2 separate regions of the Triticum aestivum genome follow, and region 2 is linked to region 1. The links are chromatin contacts, called in public Hi-C maps. All regions are on one chromosome and are shown on one strand. The core of a region is the stretch at or near the end of the contact, and the rest is flanking DNA. Distances in the headings are between cores, read along the strand shown. Region 1 holds the start of LOC123111747. Region 2 holds the start of LOC123111748 (proton pump-interactor BIP103).

Region 1 (7,785 bases), core at 2,220-4,719:
TTTCTTGACACAAATTAAGACTTTATTGAAACTATTTTTTCAATAAAGTACTGATGCAATATAGCCCTTGTATTTGGAATTATAATCTATGAATATATTAGTGTCTAATCATGGCTTAGCCAAAATACATATTGACAAAGTACTTAAATAGTTTGTATGAAAAATGCCAAGAAGAGTTTCTTGTCAAAGTCAGATGGAAGGAGTTCTTAGCAAGAATCAGTATCTTGAAATACTAATGAGTGAAATACATGATTTCAATCACACTTGTGTTAATTCCATGGTATGTAAATAACTAGATATGTCCAAGTACTCCAAGTAAGTTGTGAGTAAAGTTACTAGAAAGGTCAAATTATTGATCATTGGACAATAGTGGAAATGTTGTTGACTACTGACAACATGTTTCTCGCATACGGAGAAAATGAAGAGATTGGTATAAGGAGTTTACATCAATACATGCTTGATACAAGTAGTACATCGACAAAAATGTTCAATCGGTGCTCCAAGCGAATTTCGATTTCAATTAAATGATTTATGGTTGCATAGTAAGTTGGAATTGGTCCAAGTAAGTTACTGTGGTGAATACTATAATAGAAGGCTAAGTATATTTTCGCTTTAGAAGCAACATAGAGGGTGATGAATCAAAGGTTCATTTATGAATTTAGTATGGTTTCTAGATGATTGTGCAAACAGAAAAATGTTCTCATATAGTGTTCTATGGCACAATCTAAGGAATGAAAGGTCTTGCCAGTGATTCAATGTATACTAAGCTTGCTTCACATAAATTATGAATTTATGTGAAAGCATGATGGATGCATTGAAATGCAAATGATACACACGGATCTGAAGTTGTCATTTTTGATAGGGCGAAGTCTATACCACAAGCAAAGCATGGACGGACACCGGATTGCCATTGATGTAAAAGTTAAAAGTGCTAACTAGATTATTGACTCTAGTGCAAGTGGGAGACTGTTGGAAATATGCCCTAGAGGCAATAATATTTGTATTATTATATTTTCATATTCATAGTTAAGAGTTTATATTCTATGTTATAACTGCTATGATCCTGGAATATGCGATTCAGTGGAAAACTCATATGCATGTATGGAATGATAAATGATAAATAAAAGGTTCCTAGTGTCGCCTCTAAGACTAGCTCAAGTGTTGTTGGTGATCAAATTTTCCGGATCTTAGAATATCGTTAAGTGTAACGATAGTCCTAAAACAACATTGAGATTATGACGTTGAAAGAATGATCATATTGAATCGACCCAATCTTGTTTATTATCAGTTGAGTTAATATCGTCTGCATTCAATAGTAGCACGGCGATCATAATGACAGCTTATAGGTTCGTAGGAAAGTTTGACAAATGATCGGATAGCTCGAGAGTGGGATTTGCTCCTCCAATGATGGAGAGATTTTCTTAGGGCCCTCTCAGTGTGACTACATCAATCATCATCTGGCCAGACACACGTGACTTCATCACGGGGATGCCGGAACACAATAACGAGAAAGAAGAACAAAACTGGTAAAGAGGATTTCGGTATAACAAGCATAATGATGACTCGAGAGGATATCGATGCATCCCGGATTTTGTGAAGTATCGTGAAGCAAAGGGAACATCACATGATAACCAAAGGTTCACTCAAATATCATTCATGTGCTCATAGGGACCGATACGGACGTCCACGGTCCTGTTGCCGGTTATTGAAGAAACGGTTTCCTTCATGTCTATGGGTTGTCAAACCTACGAGGCCACAAGGTTAAGGCAATCACGATCTGTTGGGTGTTAGTGGGACGGGAGCCATGATAATATATTTGTGGAATTGTTTCATGAATATTCAGAATAGTTCCGAGAGGATCCGAAAGCGTTTCGGGGTCACCGGAAGGGTTTCAGAGAGTATCGGGTATATATAGGTGGAAAATATTTCTAGAAATGTTAAATTATATATAAAATTATCTAGAGGTATTTACAACATTTATATATTTAATTTAATATCAATGGGTCCAAAAAGGCAAGTGGTGGAGAAGGAATTGGGCCACTAAGGCCCAATAGGGGAGGCGCCCCTTTCTCTCTTGAGGGAGGCCGAATTGGGGTGGGGGAAGGATTCCTCCTCCCCCCTAAGGCCGGCACACCAAGGAGGAATCCTTTCTCCTTGGTGACAGCCCTCCCTCTCCCCTCAAACCTATATATACTAGAGGATTTCCACCAATTTGACACACAAGTTTTGGAGCCTCCTCTAGTTCTTCTAGTTCATGTTCTAGTTGGTTTTAATTGACTAATTAGAGCGTGGATAATCTTCTTGTCCTCACAATTAGAAGCTCAATGTGGTTCTAATCTCCTCCCTCTAATTCTCCGACGACGATTACCTCTGGATGGTGAAGCGCCGCTGGATCGTGAAGGCTACACGCTTGCAATCAAGTGGAGAGGCCATGCTTTTGGTCTTCGGTTCGAGGGATCGTTCATGGGCGGTACGAGGGATCGTTCATCGACCGTTCGAGGGACACCAAGTATGATCTACACCGACACGTTCTTCTTCCGCTGCAACTTGGTGACGGTAACGATCGTAATCCCAACCTGTTATGCACCCTCCTATTGATCATGTGTGATCGTAGGCGCGATTTTTTTTGTTTTCTACTACGTTTCCGAACAATCGCCTCCTTCTTGGAGGCGCTAACGACGTCTCGGCGTTGTTCTCCTTCCTGAAGGTGTTGTCTTGTTTGCTCGCGACATCTTCGGTTCTGGATCTAGAGAAGCTGGTCATCTTGTTGTTGGTTTGGGCTACTTCTCAGGATGGCGAATTTAGTTTTTTTTTCTGTTTGAGCCGAGCATCCCATGTCTCTCTGCTCCGGGCAACATGTTCACGCCTCTTGTGTCTGTGCCATGTGTTGTATCACCTTTTATACTCTCACTAATATCTTTTATCAATAAAAAGATACGCAAGTTTTGCGTATTCGTGAAAAACCAAAGGCGGCGGAAGCTTGATCCATATTGCACAACCATAAAAGCCAAAATCTAGAATATGATGTGTGTAAGGTATATGTCATGTAAGATTGATGTTGAACCACTAAAATATGTAGGACCCTGCTAAGTGCCATACGTTAGGTACGAGCACATGCAACTCCAAATGTTTTCGACCGCAAGTTTAGTGACGTGAAGATAGCAACGTTCGTGCTTTATTTTTTTTGACAGAAACTTGCCGTGTGTCACTAGAAATTGTCAACAATGCATGTCTGGAATTGACATAAAAAACATCAGGACCGGAGTGCCAACCGCCTTACGTGTAGTCACTTGTCATTTTATGTATGCTAGATGCAATTTGTATGGATTCGAGGATAAGAAGTGGGGTCAAATTAGGCGATCTCGCTTGAAGATGCTTTGATCGGGGATATTTTTTTTAACACAGTATTGACAACGGACCCGGGATCTGGATCATAGGGTTTGATGATTTGCCCGGTTGTCTCAGTGGCTAGTGAACGTGGCCCCACCTGTCAATCCCAGGGGTGGGGCAAATCATCAAAGTTAGAAGTAAAGTGTGGGTTAATATCGAATTTCTCTGCTCTGTCCACGCCGCCGGAACCCTTCCGCAGGCAGAAGCTCCTCCTCAGCCCGTCTGCTTGACTGGCGCGGAGTGGAGGGCAGATCCAGCCGGACTGACGATTCTAGGAGCTTCGAGGATGAGGAGCTGGGCTAACCGCCCCCACTCATCCCTTCTCGCCTCTTTCCTCGCGGCCTCTTGCCTTCTCGTGGCCGGATCGCCTCAGGTACATCTCTATCACTGTTACCCCCTCTCCTCTGTTGCTGGATTCTGGATTTGTACGCGCAATTCTTGGTTCGCCAGCTGTTACGATGCAAATGGGTACCTTTTTCGTGTAAAAATCAGTCTTTAAACCGCTCAAATTGAGCAAGTTAGGAATTTTGGGGTGAAATATAGAGCTTTGTTCTGTTTTGTGGGCGGCCTGCGAACCCTAGTATTTCGTACTACAGAGTCCAGACCATGTCACTAGTGTGAGGCATGTGGTTCGTTCTGGACGCTGCTCTGTAAGGTCCAAGCCATCTTTGTATCATCCGGGTGATTATTGTGTCGGTCCTTGCAAGCATCTTTGCTACTGTTTGGGTTTGGAGGCTCAACGCTATGCACACAAAGCGTATATAACCTTGTTTTGCATGAAGAATTTGCTCTGTGACACGTGGAACGCTTGCAATTGACAATTTGTTAAATCAATAGGGGTAGTCCAAATCTTATGCAACGCAAAAGCTAGTTTTATTGTGCATTTTGGGGGGGGGGGGGGGGTGTTATGGGGGCTATACCCATAGTCCAGACGTTTCAGCTGAATGTTCATGAAATCTGAGTTATTGGCAATGCCATATTGTCACCATACTTCCTCGATCTGGCCAGACTAGCAATATTTTTATGCCTTCCATGAATTCTTTCTAGAAAAATGTTACACCCTTAGGGTTCTATGTATATAAACTTTGCTGAAAATTTTGTCTGGAGATGTTATCATCTTTACGAATATTCAGATATTAAAGGTGTAAGCATGTCGTAGCCTACCCAAAGACACATGTTTACGTATTAGACTTACTAGTTGTCTTTGATGTTAAGGTGAATACCTGACTTCCCTGGTCTGACTAATTTGGATTGTTTTTTATGATCTAGGAATTGCATGAAGCATCTGGATCCAGGTACTAGACTTAAGCTCGCAAACCAGTTGCTACAGATGAAATTATGAATGTTTTATTCCGGGCATGTCACACAAGAAATGTCACTCATGTTTTTCTCTCTGTGTCCATGGCAATACAAATAAGGTCCTTACCCAGATCTTTCTTAAGTAATTCATTACTTATAACCTGTTAGAGCTTCTCTAAGGAGGAGTACCCGTGGCCAGGAGACACCAAAGGGCTGACCAGACGTCAGTGAGGAGGCCCTGTAACTGGCACAGATCATAAGATAACAGGGGTATAGGTCATCATTTATGGAAAACTATTGATAACTTGTTTGTACATGATCTCATAGCCTTGTAATATGCAAGACATATACCTAACATATGGAAACTAAGCATACTCATATACTAACTGGACTGTTAACTTGACACAGGAAACTACTCAAACTTGACCAACTTAACTTTATACCACACTAGATGATCCAGATACTTCTCTTATTCTGATCCAAAAGGCAAGGGGCCTAATTGCTCCTTTGCTGCATCCTTTTCCTGCTACTGGCTGGGCCCTGTGGGCCAGCGGTAAGGAATTTCCCACATAACATAATCTTAACACAGGAACACTATAGACAGACTTGTCGACTCATGGGATGTTAAAATGTTCTATGTAGAATCTTGGGACACAATACTGAAGAGTTGTGTGTTTTCACTTGATGCCAGAATTCTTCATCAAACAAAGCCACACACACATGAGATGCATTGTTCAAGGGAAAGGAGCCGTGCAGCTTGGAAAGCTGTTGATGAGGTAGGACATGCAATGTGATTGCTCACTGCATTGGTGCATCCATAATGACATTGCAGGTTAAACACTCTCTTTATGCAGTACTTGATGCCCTTTGTGGAGAAGGAGAAATATGAACTCCCAAGCAAATGCAGGCTTCGTCCTGAAAATGACATGTTTCGGGAACAAGAGCAACATAAGATCCATTTTGATGTTAATGAGTGGCGTTGTGGCTTCTGCAAGAAATCATTTCGAGCAGAAAAATTTATCGATCAGCATTTTGCAAACCGGCACAATAATTTGTTGGATAATGTACGTTCTCACTTTCTATTATCATTGCGCCCATTTATTAATTCCTTAAACAAGTAAATCTGGTACATATGTGTTTACTTAGTAATAATTTTATATACCCTATGCAGTTTTCAGCACAAGTATGATGTTCCTCTTTTTAGGTCTGTTATTTTCGTTCCTCAAAAAAACAGATGCAATGCTAAATAAGATGAATCTATGACATTTCTTGGCCATGCACTTGATGTTCTCATATTAACAAGTTAACTTGTTTGATATATGTTGGTGAATTCAACTTTGTGTACTTATTACCCCCTCTGATCCAAAATAAGTGTCGCAGCTTTGAACTAAGGTTAGTATCTTGAATTGTTTCCTTAGACTCAAGGAAGATGCTTGGCAGATCTTTGTGAAGCACTTCACTGTGATCTGACAATGGAGTTCAAGAAACCAAAGAGTAAATGCAATGCTGCTGCAGCTGCAAGGAACCGTCATCTTTGTGAGGTTCTTATTATTTTGTTTGAACTGCCCTAAAAGATTGCCACTCTTGTAGGCTTGTTGCATTTTTTTTTACCAATGGAAAAGCTAGTCAAATTTGGTTGTTGTACCTGCCTGAACGTAAACACTAGAAGATGATCATGACACATTATGAGAACTATAAAAGATTGCCACATATTTCCTTGGCTTTGTTAATTTTGTTGATATTTGGTTGAAAATAATAGGCGCGATATATGCCTATGTAGATAGCATTTACAGCGGTATTTACAATGGCAATATTGAACTCCCTTTTACTTCTGCTAACAGAACCTTGCGGACAGTTGCTTTCCTATTAATCAAGGGCATTCTGCCAGCCGTCTTCATGGTGAGTGCTGGTTTAATGCAATGATCCTGTATTCATAGTTCTCCCAGGTGGGCTTCTTGCTGATACAGCTGTTTTGCAGAATTTTTCTTGCGCCAATTCTGTGATGCTCATACTTGCAATGGGGGCTCCAAACCTTTCCCTAAAGGTGGCAGGGTGAGCAATTTTTAACCTAATTTTTTTGTTTCGAGTATTAATTTTGAGCTCTATTAAGCTTCATAGTAGCCAGTTGAGCTTCATTTGATAACGTTTTATAAAGTTGTCTTATGCAGAGCTTGTTGTTGTGTTATTAAGCTTTAAGATTTCTTCCGTAAGATAAAATCGTTCATTTTCATATGCCATAAACCTTCAGGTTACTATGTTGTATAATTTTTTGAATGACTTTAATCTACATTGCTTTCACTGCAATTTGAGATTCTTAAACTATAGCATAACATTACACATTCAACATGTTTTTTGTCGATGAAAAAATATATCCATTTGCATTTGAACAAAACAATTCGCTTCTGTCTTTATAAGCAGAAAAAAAGAAACCTTCCGACTTAGTGTTAACTTTTACCCCATTGTGCAGAAACAAACAAACAGATTCTACCTGGCTCTCTGCATCTTGACGATGCTGCTTTTGCCTGTGTTCTATCTCATAGTATTTTTACACCAGAGGTTTGTGGTATTTACTTTTATGTATAGGACCTTTTGTTAATACCTTGGGAAATTTCCAGCACTGTATCTCATATTTGTTGTGCAGGGAAATGAAGAAAGGAGATCAAGTTTTCAAACGAATTGGAAAAACCGTGCACAAGAAAAAGCCGTCTTAGTTGTAAGATCCCTTGCTACCTGTTGAGTATATTGTGTACGTGTATATGTGTGTAGGGCCCACCTCCTGTTTCCTTGTATAGTTGAGGTTGTGGCCCACCTCTGTACTTATATATACGTGCCTGGTGCACCGATCAATACATCGCGATTGCATAGCCATAACTTGTCCTTCTACATGGTATCTATCGCAGCAAGATCCTAACCCTAGCCGCCGCCGCCGCCGCCGCCGCCGCTGCGCCTCCGCGCCGCCGCCGCCGCCGCTGCCTCACGCCGCCGTCACCAGCCGCCGCCGCCGCCCTCCCCTAGGCCGCCGCCGCCGCCCCTGGTCACCGCCGCCTTCACCCGCCCGCCCCGCCCGCCGCCGCCGCCGCCTCCTGTCCCGAGGCC
Region 2 (7,785 bases), core at 2,674-5,173, 350 kb before region 1:
ATAAATATTAAGAAAAATCAAAAGAATTTGTTAAGACAGTGCGGTAAATAACCATTATTTGTGACAGACTTCTAATAAAGCATGTTCCAACCACTGCACTGGCAGTGCCATCTCAGATATTTCAATAAGTGACTAACATAATTTGATGCTACATTCAAGTCAATAAGGAACTTTTCCTGATACCAAAATGCACAGGTATGATGCAGAGAATTCGGCTTATCAATATGTGGCTGTCACAAAGAGCTTCAAATTTTGAAAAGGCGATGGCTGATCATATATTTCCACAATCAAGAAAGGGAGTTCAAGTGCTGTTCAGGCATGCAAAAAGATGATGCCTCATTGCGTAAAACTGTAACACAACTAAAGTACTTGGAAAATGGGGTGGTCTCAAACTCTCAACAACATTACAAGAGCAAACATAATAATGAGCATGAGAGATGTTGAAGGTATGCTGACTTACGGCAAGATCACGCGCTTTTCTCAATTCGGTCAATGACTCATACGCTTTATCCTTTCTGGCGGTAGCTGCATTTAAATCTTCTTGAAGCAAAGCAATCTCGCCATCAACAACCCTCATCTCATCGTCCAGGACCTTAATCTTAGACCTGACTGCTTGTCGCTCCTTCTTTACTCCATCTATACCATCCCCGATGAGCTGAATGGGAAGTGACAAACAAAATGGTATCTAATATTTATTTATGCAGGAGGTAAATGCACAATAGAAGACAGAAGTCACGGCATGGGATACTTACTTTCACCTGATCCTGTATGGCATCTCTTTCAACCACTGTATCTTGCATTTTAGCTCGTTTAGCAGCATTGGAACTGACCTTCGGTCTGGTTTTTTCAAGGGTCTTAATTTCTTTGATCAGCCGTTTCTCCTCATCTAAAGATATGCTCTCATGACTTATGCGGTGATTCAATCTCTTGATCTAGGGAGAATTGAAGGAGAATAAACAAACAAAAAATGAGAATACTGACTGAGAAGGGTTGAGTTATCAAAGTGCTGATCATACCTCATGCTCAAGCTCTTCGAGTGAAGAGCACAAGCCTGCACTCTCCGCCCGCATGGCATTATTTTCATCACGGAACTTGCCTAAACGGTTTCTGTAAGGTTTCATCTCCTCCAACTTCTCATTAAAAGCTTCATTGTACTGCCTGTTCTCAGCACTCAATGGCCTTAGCTCCGCGAGAACAGCAGCACGCTCAGTCTGCAGAGGAAGTGTGAAGTAAGTTTCATCACTATGCTTAAAGCAGGCACACTGATCCCCTGGTTTACTTCAACAAGAACACATACAGGCAAGCAATAGTGCAAAGAGTCACTTTAAATAAGTTTCAGAGCATGAAACATCTAGTCAAATTAGAATTAGGACTAAAAGAGGTAGGGCCTACTTCGATGTTGAGTTTTAAGAAGAAATACCTTTTTAGCTTTTATAGCATCAATAATCTTGGCCCGAGCTTGGATCTTATTTTGGAAGTCCTTCTCAGCCTGCTCGAGTTTTGCTCTCAGCTTAGGGTCCTCAAATGAGCGGACCTTGACAAAGTAGAAGGTATAAGTTTGCTTAGGTTCAGGCCACTCCTCCGCTGCGTCCTTTGGAGGTGCCATGTCATTTGCCGCAGCTTTGCCATTGTCTGAACCAAAAACAGCTGCTTCCTCCCGCTCCTTTGCAGTTGCTTGGCTTTCCTTGTCTTGAAAAAGGGTCACTTCCTCATCAGCTACTTTAACCTGTGCTGGTGCAGCTTCAGCTCCGACGACCTCCATTCCCATGTCCCTGCAGATAGGTGTACATAAACTGTTACCAAAACAGGCAACCATGGTTATGATCCAACAGAAAATAGCACAGTTTTACTCGGCTATCTTTTCCCTTCTCATCCTCAAAAGGAAAGCCGTTTAATGGATTCCCCGGGAACTCAATAACAAGAACAAAAAAAACTGGATGTATGGGAGAACATTACTTGCTATAATTCATCAAAGTTACTAACTCAAAATCTAAGATGCAGAAGTAGCAGATGCACCACCATAGTTCACGGAGACTATACCCAAGGAAAGGAACAAAGAACATAATAGACAGAGCTCCCGTGTACAGAGCATTTTCATCTCACCATGAACCAGACAACCAAATAATCCAAACATCTACTCCCTCCGTTCCATAATATAAGAGCGTTTTTGACACTAATGTAGTGTCAAAACCACTCTTATATTATGGGACGGAGGGAGTACCATATAACTGAACCTAGGCTAGATTGAGGCGCAAATCACAAGGCATGCAGATTATGAAATCATGACCTAATCAAAGACCACATCACAGGAACATGAATCAAAGACCACAACCAAATCTACTCAATGCTTTTTCTGCAAGGAAGAAAAGGGGGGCCAATTTGGTTCACATAGGGAGTCTGCAAACTTGGGGGCAACAGGTCTGGAAGAGGAACTTACTATTTATATGCAAAGTGAGAGGGGGCATTATACGAACAGTAGACACAGTGGTTATAGTTGTTTTTATGTTTTGCCATTTCTGTGATAGTCGGAAATTTCTAAAAGTTGTCTAACACAATCTTGGTCTGGGTTGAGTTGAAGTTTTACAAGGCAAGTGCACATGGGTTTGGGTGCATATGTCATAACCCAAGGCTCGCGTTGTGTAGCCAAGGTGGTGTTGGACACTAAACAACTGGTCAGGTAAATGCAGGCCACTCACCACATTGCAGGACACCAAGATGATGGGATTGCATGGAATTGTATGTTTATGGTAATACTTTATGAAAACATAGTTAATTTGGTATTTGTGTTGTGTTGGTTTCTAGTGGGGAAAACATGCAGTTTAGTGAAACCAAGTTGGCACGTAATTTAAACTGAAAGCAATCAATCAGCATAACCATTGTCCAATTAGAGAAATGTTTTTTTGCGCGAATACAACTAGAGAAATGCTTGACTGGGCTAATAAGAAGAGTACACTTGAAATCATAACTACTCCTAGCTAATTTGTGGTGCCAATACTAGCGGAATTGGCTGGAAATGGAAACATAAAGGCTAAAGCGATAAAATGGATAATTATCATCAAACAAGCTCATGCTTCACTTCCCATCAATAGATCTATTTCTTCCAAAACAGTGAAGCACCTTTCTATCCATGACGATAGGGGAATACTATAGGTTACCCGATCTATGTGTCAAAATGAGTGATCCTAACTCAAGTCACCGCACGCACCCACCAGGCACTCCAGGTTGCCGTCAGCTGCAAGTCTCGTCACTACAAAACACTATAGTACAGATCGCAGCAGGCTGGACCTCCTCGTGGGGGCAGGTAATTCCGCATCGGAAGCACCGGCCGAACCCCGAACCCAGCTCCATCGCGGATCCACCACCCGGCGTGGTTCACGAGGCATCGCGGATCACAAGCCCGTCTCCTCCATCCAGCACGCAGTCCAAGTTCAGGCGGCCAGGTGATCTAGATCTACGGAGCTAGCCGCGGCAATTCCCACGCGCGCATCATCATCGCATTGCCTGGCTCCCGGCACCGCAGATCGCAAAACCAAACCAAGCATGATACAATCTAAGGAAAAAAAAAACACGCATCAACTTGCACCAGCGCATCAGATCACGCGCGCTTCCTACTCTAGGACACGGATCGGAGAAGATACGAACGGGGTTCGAGTAGGCCGGCAGCCGAGCGGGGTCGGGAGCTCACCTGGGGAGGGCGGAGCGGGATCGGACCGGGGCCGCGCTCCGATCTGGCGGCGGGGCAGCGGCGGTGGGGCGGCCAAATCTGGATGGGATTTGGGAGGGGAGGGGGGGTTTGGGCTGCGTGCCCAGAACTGGAAGCGGGGTTATAAATACGGGAATGGTTTTTTCCTTCTATATCTCGTCTCCTTCTTTCGCCGGTTTTTGTCTGGTTGCTATTGGTGGGAAATTACCGGTGCGCTTCCCCCTTCGCACCCGGCGTGCTCGGCCGCATGGGGAAAAAATCCGACGGACGGACGGACGGACGGACCCAGCCCAGGGCGGCGCTGCGGTGTGCGTCAGCTGGATGGAACGTGGTGCGAGTGGCGGGTCCAGCTGTGCGGATAATCGGATAGAGGCTGCCGGTTGGGAAGCGTCCATAAAGTTTGAGCGAACGCGACCTGGATCCAGTGTCACGTTTTTGTGCTCTTGCATTTCTTCTCGAACAATGATTCAAATTACTGTATACTCCATTTCAGTGGGTCTCCTTTTTTAGCTACGCTTGATTTGTGATCCAAACTCATTACTACTAGCATACAATTCTTAGCGAATCAAAATTTTAGTTTGACCTTCACAAACCGAGCTTTAATAGCACATTAACTACCAAAATCTTAGCGTTTCAGTGGCGGATCCAAGGTTAGAAGTTAGTCGGGGTGAACTTTTAAAGGAACGGAAAAATCAAGGCAACGAATGCAATCAAATAAGACAATCAAGGAAATTAATTGGCCAAGAACACGCATCCCGGCAAGACGATCAACGCAATGAATTATTCAAAGTGGTTTCATTCGCAAGAACTAGAAAAAGTATAACGCAAGAAAGGAGTATATAAAATCAATCTAACTTGCACTCATGCTGACTGAATCTTCCATGCTTTATCCCAAAATGTCTATTCTTGAAGTCAGTTAGGTACTTGAAACAAGTACACAAATCAAAATAATCTAAATCATGGCATAACATGACACTTATATTCAAACAAAAGATAAGACAAATTAAAGAATGATAGAACCCAAGAGGAGAAAATTAGAGGGCAGTAGAAGAACCTGCTCTTTGGTGCATGTGTTGGCTGATCACTACCAGTTTTGAACGGGACGTGTGGCAGTGGCGATGTTGCCTACGGCGTGGAGGACATCGATTGGGGGGGGGGGGGGGGCTCCGTTCTCCTCCATTCAACACCATTGGTTGGTCGAACGTAGGAGGCGATAGTGGAGGGCGTTGCGTCAAGGTCAAGGTGGCGAAGCAAGAGCGGAGGGCGAGGACACTTGATCGTGTGAGGATGGATGAACGATTTCAACATCACATACACGGACATGGATAGTAATGTTTGTTTGCCTGCCCTTCATGATATGGTTACATAAAACATCATCATAAAATTACACCTCGGTCCAACACTTCATAAGAAGCACCCTGAATAGAAAATACATATTGCAATCTGGCCCTCCTTGTAACGTCGAGTTGCGGCCCCGATCCCGCGCCACCAGCGTCGGGACAACACCACTTGGGTAGACGAGGTCATCACTGCTCCACCGCCTAATCTCTCTAGAGGTGACATCAACGAAAGAAGAACCACAACTCAGTTGCCTCCTGTCGGTGTCAAAATCGGCAGATCTCAGGTAGGGGGTCCCGAACTGTGCGTATAAGGATCAAAGGTAACAGGAGGCAGGGTACACGATATTTACCCAGGTTCAGGCCCTCTTAATGGAGGTAATACCCTACTTCCTGCTTGATTGACGTTGATGAGTATAGGGGTTAGAAGAGTTGGTCTACCTCGAGATCGTAATGGTTAAACCATAGATGTCTAGCATGTATGATTATTCTGCCCCTACGGGCTAAACCCTCCGGTTTATATAGACATTGGAGGGACCTAGGGTTGTACAAAGTCGGTTTACAGAGAAAGGAAGATGCAAAATCCGAACGCCAAGCTTGCCATCCACGCAAAGGAGAGTCCCATCCGGACACGAGGGAGGGCTTCTGTCTTGTATCTTCACGGTCCATCAGTCCGGCCCATATCGCATAGCCCGGATGCCCGAGGACCCCCTAGTCCAGGACTCCCTCAGTAGCCCCTGAACTGGGCTTCAATGACGATGTATCCGGCGTGTAGATTGTCTTCGGCATTGCAAGGCGGGTTCCTTCTCCGGATACTCCAAAGCAGTCTTCTGCACATAAGGGTTGTATCATTCTCATTCAAATCTACTTCTAAGGCATGTGAAGTACCAGTTGTGGACAAATCCCTTGGCAGAGTATCAACTTGAGATTCTTCTTGACCCTGCTTACAACCCTAAGCTATAAAAGCAACAATACTTAAAACAAAATAAGTCACGTCCACGGGCAACCTTTTCGGCGAGACGTTATGTTCTGGCCTGTTATTATTCTGAACTATTTTACAGCCCCCGTTTCGCGTTTCGAGGCACGGTCATTGACACGTCTTGTCAAAGCAGAGATCGTGTCCCCTTATCACGGGATTCTCATCAATGCGGATTTGGGTAATCCAACCATGCCGTTCGCACGTCTCCTTGGGAATAGGTGAGGTTTAAGGCTTATGAGGGGGCGCTTGATATTCACTGCCTCTATAAGAGCACAAAGACCCATCTGTTCACCTCACGCCTTCTTCTTCCTCTGCCTTTTCGTCCCCGAGCTCCAACGCCCAAGTTCTAAACTTTCCCTTCGCCCCAACTTCTCCAGCAATGGCCGGATCCGGTTTCCAGGGCAAGTGGATGGCCTCCTCTGTAATGGAGAAGGACATCAAAGATCTACGCGAGGCGAGGTACCTGATGGCGGAGTTTAAACACAGGCTTCCAACCCCGGGGCAGGTCATCCCCACCCGGGAGCCCGGTAAGAGGGTGGTATTTATCCCCCACTTCCTCCGAGGACTTGGGTTCGCCCTTCATCCCTTCGTCTGAGGTCTCATGTTCTACTACGGGCTGGATTTCCATGATCTGGCCCCGAATTCCTTCCTCCACATCTCGGCGTTCATCGTCATGTGTGGGGCATTCCTCCGCACCCCCACACTTCGGCTTGTGGCTCAAGGTCTTTAATGTGAAGCCGAAGATGGTCGAGGGCCAACATCCGAGTGCGGTGGCGCCATGGTGAGCAAGCTCGACCATGTTACCTGGCCCAAAGGGAGATTTGTGGATACTGTCAAGGTATGGCAGCAGGAGTGGTTCTACATCACCGAACCCCGCGGCACCAAGTGGGCCGCTGCTCCTGCTTTCAGATCTGGACCTCCTCTGCGGCTCACGTTCTGGACCAACAAGGGTCTAGACTGGGGATCACCTGACGAAGTATCGACGCTGCAAAAGCGCATCAAGAGCATGATAGCAAAGGACATCATCCTTGCTGATGTGATCCAGGTGATGCTTATCCGCCGAGCTCTTCCCTGCCAACGACGGCATCTCAAAATGTGGGAGTTTAATCCGGAAGGGCCACGGACCTTGCAGCGATTCTTCAGCACGACGCACAAAGGGATCTGGAAGCTGCTCTTCAAGAAGCAGAAGACGTGGCCAAGGACGTCTGACGACACCGGCATCGACTGCAACAATCCGGCATCTTCGGTAAGTATCATATTTCTGAACATTACTTAGCTCGTTAATCTTAGGGAGAGGTACTAAAAATTCCATCTACTGAATAGGGCTGGATAAAGAAGGCGGAGCGGATTAAGTATCCGGCCCCTCTCCCCGAAAACCCAGCCGAGCCTCTGTTGATGAGGATGCTGGTCCCGATGCCCTACCAAGCGCCGGCGAAGGACAAGAAGAAGAAGAGCAAGGAGGCCGAAGGTGGCCTCCATCACGAAGATACTTCGGGCACTATGTCCGGAGGAACCGAGGCTCCTTCCTCTCAGGAGGGAGACGAAGACGAGGACGAGGAGGAGGAGGAGGAGGAGGAGGAGGATGAAGAGAACCCTCCTCTCAAAGGGAAAAAGAGGGCGGCCTCCATAGATCCGAAGGAGGGATATCCCTCTCGGATGATTCGGATTCAGGCATCGAAGCTGTCCCCAAGCACCGCCCTCGAGCCAAGCCCCTTGTCGAATCGTAAGTACCTTAGGATGCCTTACGTACATCCAATCTTTTTATA

The links. A called contact is a pair of places that touch in the nucleus more often than the background predicts.
Region 2: a contact with region 1 is called in a Hi-C map of leaf, with 6 times the contacts expected there. The contact joins the promoter of LOC123111748 here to the promoter of LOC123111747 in region 1. A contact is called at or near these places in 2 of 5 Hi-C or Micro-C datasets (both in leaf).

Annotation. Positions count from the first base shown.
Region 1 is chr5B:339,487,798-339,495,582 of IWGSC CS RefSeq v2.1, reverse strand. LOC123111747 reads left to right here and starts at 3,469. Exons shown (of 10, transcript XM_044532599.1): 1 at 3,469-3,763; 2 at 4,660-4,685; 3 at 5,381-5,465; 4 at 5,544-5,753; 5 at 6,108-6,230; 6 at 6,531-6,588; 7 at 6,668-6,741; 8 at 7,157-7,245; 9 at 7,331-7,402. The coding sequence starts at 3,677. The coding sequence ends at 7,400.
Region 2 is chr5B:339,839,131-339,846,915 of IWGSC CS RefSeq v2.1, reverse strand. It overlaps LOC123111748 (proton pump-interactor BIP103), which reads right to left and starts at 3,923. Exons shown (of 8, transcript XM_044532601.1): 1 at 3,686-3,923; 2 at 1,421-1,772; 3 at 1,017-1,211; 4 at 753-932; 5 at 461-655. The coding sequence starts at 1,768.